Regions from separate parts of the Mus musculus genome. Here region 1 is linked to region 2. The links are chromatin contacts, called in public promoter capture Hi-C maps. All regions are on one chromosome and are shown on one strand. The core of a region is the stretch at or near the end of the contact, and the rest is flanking DNA. Distances in the headings are between cores, read along the strand shown. Region 1 holds the start of Pdcd6ip (programmed cell death 6 interacting protein). Region 2 holds the start of Prss42 (protease, serine 42).

Region 1 (3,224 bases), core at 214-2,713, 2.9 Mb before region 2:
ATATATATATGTATATATATATATATATAATAAAAAATGAAAAAAATTGCGTGTTTGATGTGAAGGCTTGATAGATTCAAGTTAGTTTTGCCTGGAATGTTTCATGGACGATATTGTTCATCAACATTTGCTCCATCAAGAGTGGTGAGATGGCTCAGCAGGGAAAGGTGCTTGCTGTCAATCATGCCCACCTGAGTTCCACCCCTGAGACCCACGTGGTAGAAGGGACTGATTCCAGAAGTTGACCTCTGACCTCTGAGTACTCCCCAATAAATAAACCATAATAAAAATAAACAGTAAAAATACCAGACTTGTCTTCTGGGAGGCCTTCAAGAAACATTCTATGTATGTGCGCGTGAGGGCTGGCCCCAGAGGAGGCCCCAAGAGGGTGATGGGTCGCCTTGAGTTACAGGTGTTGAGTGTGTTCCTAAAGAGGCTACTGGGAACCCAGGTCGGCCTCTCACTCAGGCAGAGCAGCAAACAGTCTTTAACTGCTAATCTATTTCCCCAGTTACCCAGGGAGGCCTTTGTAAAAAATATAAAAAAAATTGCTTAAGTACGACTGATTGTACTAAATAGATTCTAGACACTGACTACAAGTTTCATAATGATTTGTGGTGTCACTCTTCAACTTCCTTTCATTCTAGTCTCTACTTCCCTTTTAAGTTCTGGATATGGGATACTCGTGCTTTAGGTCTGGGGCCTCTTCCCACTTAAGTCTCTCCACCCGTGCTCTCTTTTAATGTCAAATTGCGAGTATTCTTTTAAATTCATCTTCTGGGAGGATGTTTCTTAAATTATCTTGCTTATGCTATGTTCTTCTAAGAGATCTCTTTTTACGTACCTTACTACCGACTGTGTCCTTACCTGGAAGACTGCACGAAGGCAGGGACTTTTTCTACTTTTGCCCTGGGGGGTGGGGGTGGGGGTAAGGCTGCACACACAATGGACCTTCAACCGCACATCACAATACTCCCCAGGGTCTGGTCTCATAGGAGAAAGCATAACAAAGGAGCATTTCACCACCGGGCAGAATATATTGACCTATAAAATTAATTTTTGTAATAAAAAAGGAAAAATACAATCAATTAAAAATATTTTAAAAAGAAAAATAGAGCAGAATCTAAGGAGAATTTAAAATCTTCTTGAGCCGGGTGGTAGTGGCGTATGCCTTTAATCCCAGCATTGGGGAGGCATAGGCAGGAAGATCTCCGCGAGTTCGAGGCCGGCTTGGACTACAAGTCAGTTCCAAGATAGCCAGGGCTACACAGAGAAACCCAGTCTCGAACAAAACAACCAAACCAAACCAAAATAACCAAAAGAATCTTTTTGAAAATTTAATCATCGCAGTAGGCTACCGCCTGATCCCACCACGCAGGCGCCGCACAGGCGAGCCCAGGTGAGCGACGCTTTGGTGGCACCATCACGTGACCGAGCGGCGCGCCCCTCCGACTGCGCCTGCGCGGGGGCTCCCGGAAGTGGCCAGCTCGAAGCGCTGGCGGCCCAGTCCGTCGGCCCGTCGGTCCGCTCCTCCGCTGCCGGTGCCGAGCGCGCCTAGGCCGTGGTCGCTGTCCCTCCGTCTGTGCGGCCCGACGCGGCGGCCGGGCGCTCACCATGGCGTCGTTCATCTGGGTGCAGCTGAAGAAGACCTCGGAGGTGGACCTGGCCAAGCCGCTGGTGAAGTTCATCCAGCAGACGTACCCGAGCGGCGGCGAGGAGCAGGCCCAGTACTGCCGTGCGGCCGAGGAGCTCAGCAAACTGCGGCGCTCGGCGCTCGGTCGCCCGCTGGACAAGCATGAGGGCGCCCTGGAGACGTTGCTGAGGTGGGCCCGGGCGGCGGGGCTCCCTCCCAGCCTCCCTTCCTGTCCCCGCTCCCCTCCCCAGCCTCGCTTCCTCCTCCCTTCATAGCCTTTTCCTCTCCCCCGCGCCTGGCCTCCACTCTGACTCAGGCCAGCAGCGTAGGTGTGGTCAGCATTCTTTCCTGGTGAGAGGACTCATAACCCTGTCCTCCCTTCCGAGTGCCTTCTGTCACCGAGGCTCCTTACCTGGGAGGACGTCTGCCGTGTAATGATCTCTCTGGTTACAGCCGTTTGACCGGTTTTCACTTTTTGGGTGTTACAACTGGAGTCTCCCTTTTACAATCCCTGTTTGTGACTTTATTGGACCACGTCTAGATTTCCTAATAATAGTTACGAAAGGGAAGGGAGAGAATTTGGACACTAAACCAAATGTCGGTGACTTATTATATTGTTCACTTGAAGTAAGTCATCTCATGTTCCAATAATCAAGTGACAGACTGACAGTTGTAAAAGTTAGGAGCTACAGTCGTTTGAAAGAAAACTTGAATGACATAGTAGACCGCTGAGACTGGTTACTTAAAAATCTTTTGACACGGGCGTATGCACGTATGGAATACCCTGGTCCTTTTTGCAATTGGTGACAACCCAGGTACTTGATAATGATAACATTTCCGTGATACCTTATGATCCAATTTCTGGTAATATGATCTTGTTTCATGCAAGGGACGCTGGTGGATTAGGGTGGGAACAGAGCTGTCCAGAGACACCCCTTAGTTTTGGCATCATCTTGCTCCCGTGATGTTTCCTGCATGTGTTGCCAGATGGCCACTAGCAGCCCTTACCGTAGTTAGAATGGCTCCCAGCACTGAGTAGACTTTATCTGTTGACAGAGTGAGGAGCCAGATTTCAAACAGTTCTCTCACGAGAGTTTTAGAGTGGATTTGCTTTAAAGTGCCCGAGTTTTGTAAAACTGTAAGGAACGTCTGCGAGTGCTGGGGTTAGTCACACAGTGCTTGTCTGCGGGTGGTATATGTGGCCTGTGTATCCAGCGGCTGTCTCAAGTGCTTGATGCACATTGTATCATCCGTGCCTCTAAGGCAGTGGTTCTCAAACTGTGGGTCACGGCCCCTTTGGGGTGACGTATCAGACATCCTGCATATCAGATATTTATATTACCATTCGTGATAGTAGCAGAATTACAGGTATGAAGTAACAACAGATTTTATGGTTGGGCGTCACTACACCAGGAGGAGCTGTATTAAAGGGCAAAGCATTAGAAAGGTTGTGAGCCATTTCTGTGAGGGAAGCTTTGCCTTCGCCTTACAAGTCTTCAGACAATGCCTGAGACATTGAATGCAGCCTTGGGCTGCGTGCTTTGCAGCGTTTGAGTTCTGCCCACTGTGATATACTTAAGTCTGCTTAAGC
Region 2 (3,181 bases), core at 489-2,988:
GTCCCAGGGGGCGGTGACACCCAAGAGCTATCAGTCAGGCATTTGGTACACAGACATGCATGGAGGCAAAACACTTATAACACACCAAATAAAATAAATCAGATCTGGATATCCACACAGGAGAATTCCATCACATTTGGCCTTTGTCCACTGGGAAAGTAGCAATTCCTATAACCATTCAGCATACTGCCCCACAAATCTGCAAAAGGAGATTTGACACATTTCCAGTTCCCAGGAGAGAGGGATACCTTCTGTGGGCTGTCATCAGATGTTTGCGTTGTGACAAAAGATTTCAACACAAGACCAAGGATCACTTAAGCTGACCATGACCTTGATTTCTGCCAAACTGCCTACCCAACAACACACACACACACACACACACACACATACACACACACACAAACACACACACATGCCTGCCAAGGAGTCTGCTTCTCTTCTGTGCCCCTTGGGATCTTTTGTTTCTACCCCAGGAAGAAGGTCTTCTGAGCACCAGTCTTACCGCCTGGCACTAGTTTTCCCCATCCTGTCACCCAACATTTGGTCCCAGCTTTTACAGGAAAACTCTCTGAAGGGATGCAGACAGGGTATATGTTAGTGGTGAAATTCACAGGGTGTTGGAGCTTGAGAAGAGCAATATCATTTTTAACGACGATAGTTGTTGAGAACTTAGGGTGGACAAAGATGGTCTTGATGGGAATCACCAGACTTGTATTCTGTCGGTAGACACTCCGATCGCCCACCTTGACGTTGTACTGGATTCGGCTATGGAAAAAATGTGTTGCCTCGTTAGCCATGACCCCACCAAGCTCTCTTATACCCCTTCCACTCCGTCCCTGCTTCTCAACATGTCCCAAATCTCTATCATCCTGTGTCTGTCACTAAAACTCTTTATTAATCTCTCAACTGTTTTGCCTGTGCCACACCCTAAATATTTCTAGTAACAAGATGGTCATAGCACGGCCACCCCCTTCTTTTGTTCTGGAATGTTTCTGTCAGGCAGGTAGATTAGACAGCAGGGTTTCCCTCCAGATCCCTCCCCAAGACTCCTCACCTGTAAATACAATGGGCGGCAGTCAGCACCCACTGGGAATTGATGAGGGAACCTCCACAGACATGCATGTGCCTGACCCGAACGCTCACCTGCCAAGGCCACTTCCCCTCTTCAGCGTCTACCCCTCCCATGATCTTCATAAAGGGTTGGCCACACACTGAGGGAAGATGAAAAGAACTCATAAGCATTAGGCCCTCTCTTCATGTTAGCATTTCCACAGAAAAAAAACACGTTCCCCCAACGATAGCCAAGAAGTGTTGAACACCACAGGCACTTCATACCCTCAAGGCTTCAACATCATACAGGCAGTCATATCCCCTGAAGCCACCCAGAGGCAAGGCAACCGAACTCTACACAACAGTGGCCTGAGCGACACCCGTGACTCTCAGGGAGTCATTAGCTCTTAGTGTGGACCTTGACCCAGCCCTCCCCTTGCCACAGACAACCCTTACCAAATTACCTAAGGAAAAGTTCATGAAAGGAGAGCGGGTGGTAGCCTTGGACATGCGCACCCGGGTGGGTGGCGGTGGGTTGTCCCTCGGGGCTTCACTAAACCCTGAGGGGAAACCGGAAGTAGAGAGTACAGAGGCGGCTGCCCAGGCCTCGCAGGGCTTTGGCTGAAGGAGCAAGAGGAAGACTATGAGGCCCAGGGAGCCACCTCCGGACGCCATGTCATCACGTAGGCCACCCTCCATCTCCCAGTAAGGTGGCACCCGCTCCCCAGGCTCACGTGGCCGCCCTCCGTTCTGTCAGGAGAAACGGGCTCCGTGGAGGGCTGCAGGGAGGCGCCAGTGAGTCAGAGGCATCACAGCTTCTTGCTTTCAATCAGTTCATAGCACGCTGAGCACACCCCGGCCTGGGACAGAGGGAACAGCCATCCTTGATAGAGACCTCCCAATTCAGGACCCCTTACTTCCTGTGGAGCTTGGCTTAGAACTGATAAGGACAGAACTCTGGGAATGAGAGGGGAAGCCCTAGGTCTCCAAAGAGGCACCTCAAACCGAGATTCATTCACCAGACTTCTACTTGTAGGCTATTCTTCTCTCTGAGCTATGGGACAAGTTGAAAGAAAATTAGCAAATGTCCAGGCCTGGAGAGGTGGCTCAGTGCTTAAGAGTGCACAGTGCTCTTGCAAAGGACTGCTGTTCAATATCCACATGGAAACTCAACACCATTCTTAACTCCAGTTCCAGGGGATGGAGTGCCCTTCTCTGGCCTCTGTGGGCCCTAGGCATGTCCATACATGCAGGCAAAATACTCAGACACAGAAAATAAAAATAAATATATGTTCTTAAGTAAGCCACCAAAGATACTCATAAGTCAATCCATCTCTACTACTCTGTGTCCTTGGTGTCTTCTGTGGTAACTCACGGCTTTCTCTTTGCCGTCCTGATGCTCAGAGCCTTGATCTTAGGCATCATCCCTGTTGACCTGGGAGGATGGAGAGAGACAATAACAGCAACCTGTGACCTTCTGTGCTTCTCGACTTTCCCCAGCTGAAGGAGGAGGGCCAAATCAATTTATGTTTCAATGTCTTGGTGTGGGGGTTTAAGTAAGAATGGCCGCCACAGACTCACGTGTTTGAAAACTTGTCCCATGCGGAGTGGCAGTATTAGGAGGTGTGGCCTTGTTGGAGGAAGTGTGTCATTGCAGGGGCGGGGCTCAGGGGCGGGGCTTTGAGGTCTCCTGTGCTTAAGCTATGCTCAGTGTGGTTTAACAGTCACTTCTGCTGCCTGCAGACCACGATGTTGAACTCTCCTCCTCCGGCATGTCTGCCTGCATGCTGCCATGTTTCCCACCATGATGAAAATGAACTAAACCTTCGAAACCGTAAGCCAGCCCCAGTTAAATGTTTTCCTGTATAGGAGTGGACTGGGGAAAGGGCACATTCTTTAGGGTGCTCTTTCGGTCACAAGAGGGGTGGGAAAGCAGGTCATCCATCCCAATAGTTGCACCCCCACCCATCAGAAACCCTCTGCTTTCAAACTGTTTCTTTTTGAGACTGGGTCTCTCGCGTATGCAGAGAAGCCTCTCGACTCTCTGTGCAGCCAGAAAGGACCTAGAACGTCAGATCCTCCTCCCTGCACCTCCCTGTACTGGAACTACAGGCACCACCACACCAAGCTT

What was found. Promoter capture Hi-C pulls out the DNA fragments that hold promoters and counts their contacts.
Region 1: a promoter capture Hi-C map of embryonic stem cells shows a contact between it and region 2, with 7 times the contacts expected there. The contact joins the promoter of Pdcd6ip here to the promoter of Prss42 in region 2. A contact is called at or near these places in 2 of 39 promoter capture datasets (embryonic stem cells and hippocampal neurons) and 1 of 115 datasets of contacts at active chromatin or transcription factors (astrocytes).

The regions. Positions count from the first base shown.
Region 1 is chr9:113,706,498-113,709,721 of GRCm38.p6, reverse strand. It overlaps Pdcd6ip (programmed cell death 6 interacting protein), which reads left to right and starts at 1,463. Exons shown (of 18, transcript NM_011052.2): 1 at 1,463-1,823. The coding sequence starts at 1,615.
Region 2 is chr9:110,796,742-110,799,922 of GRCm38.p6, reverse strand. It overlaps Prss42 (protease, serine 42), which reads right to left and starts at 1,738. Exons shown (of 5, transcript NM_153099.1): 1 at 1,515-1,738; 2 at 1,055-1,211; 3 at 503-765. The coding sequence starts at 1,725.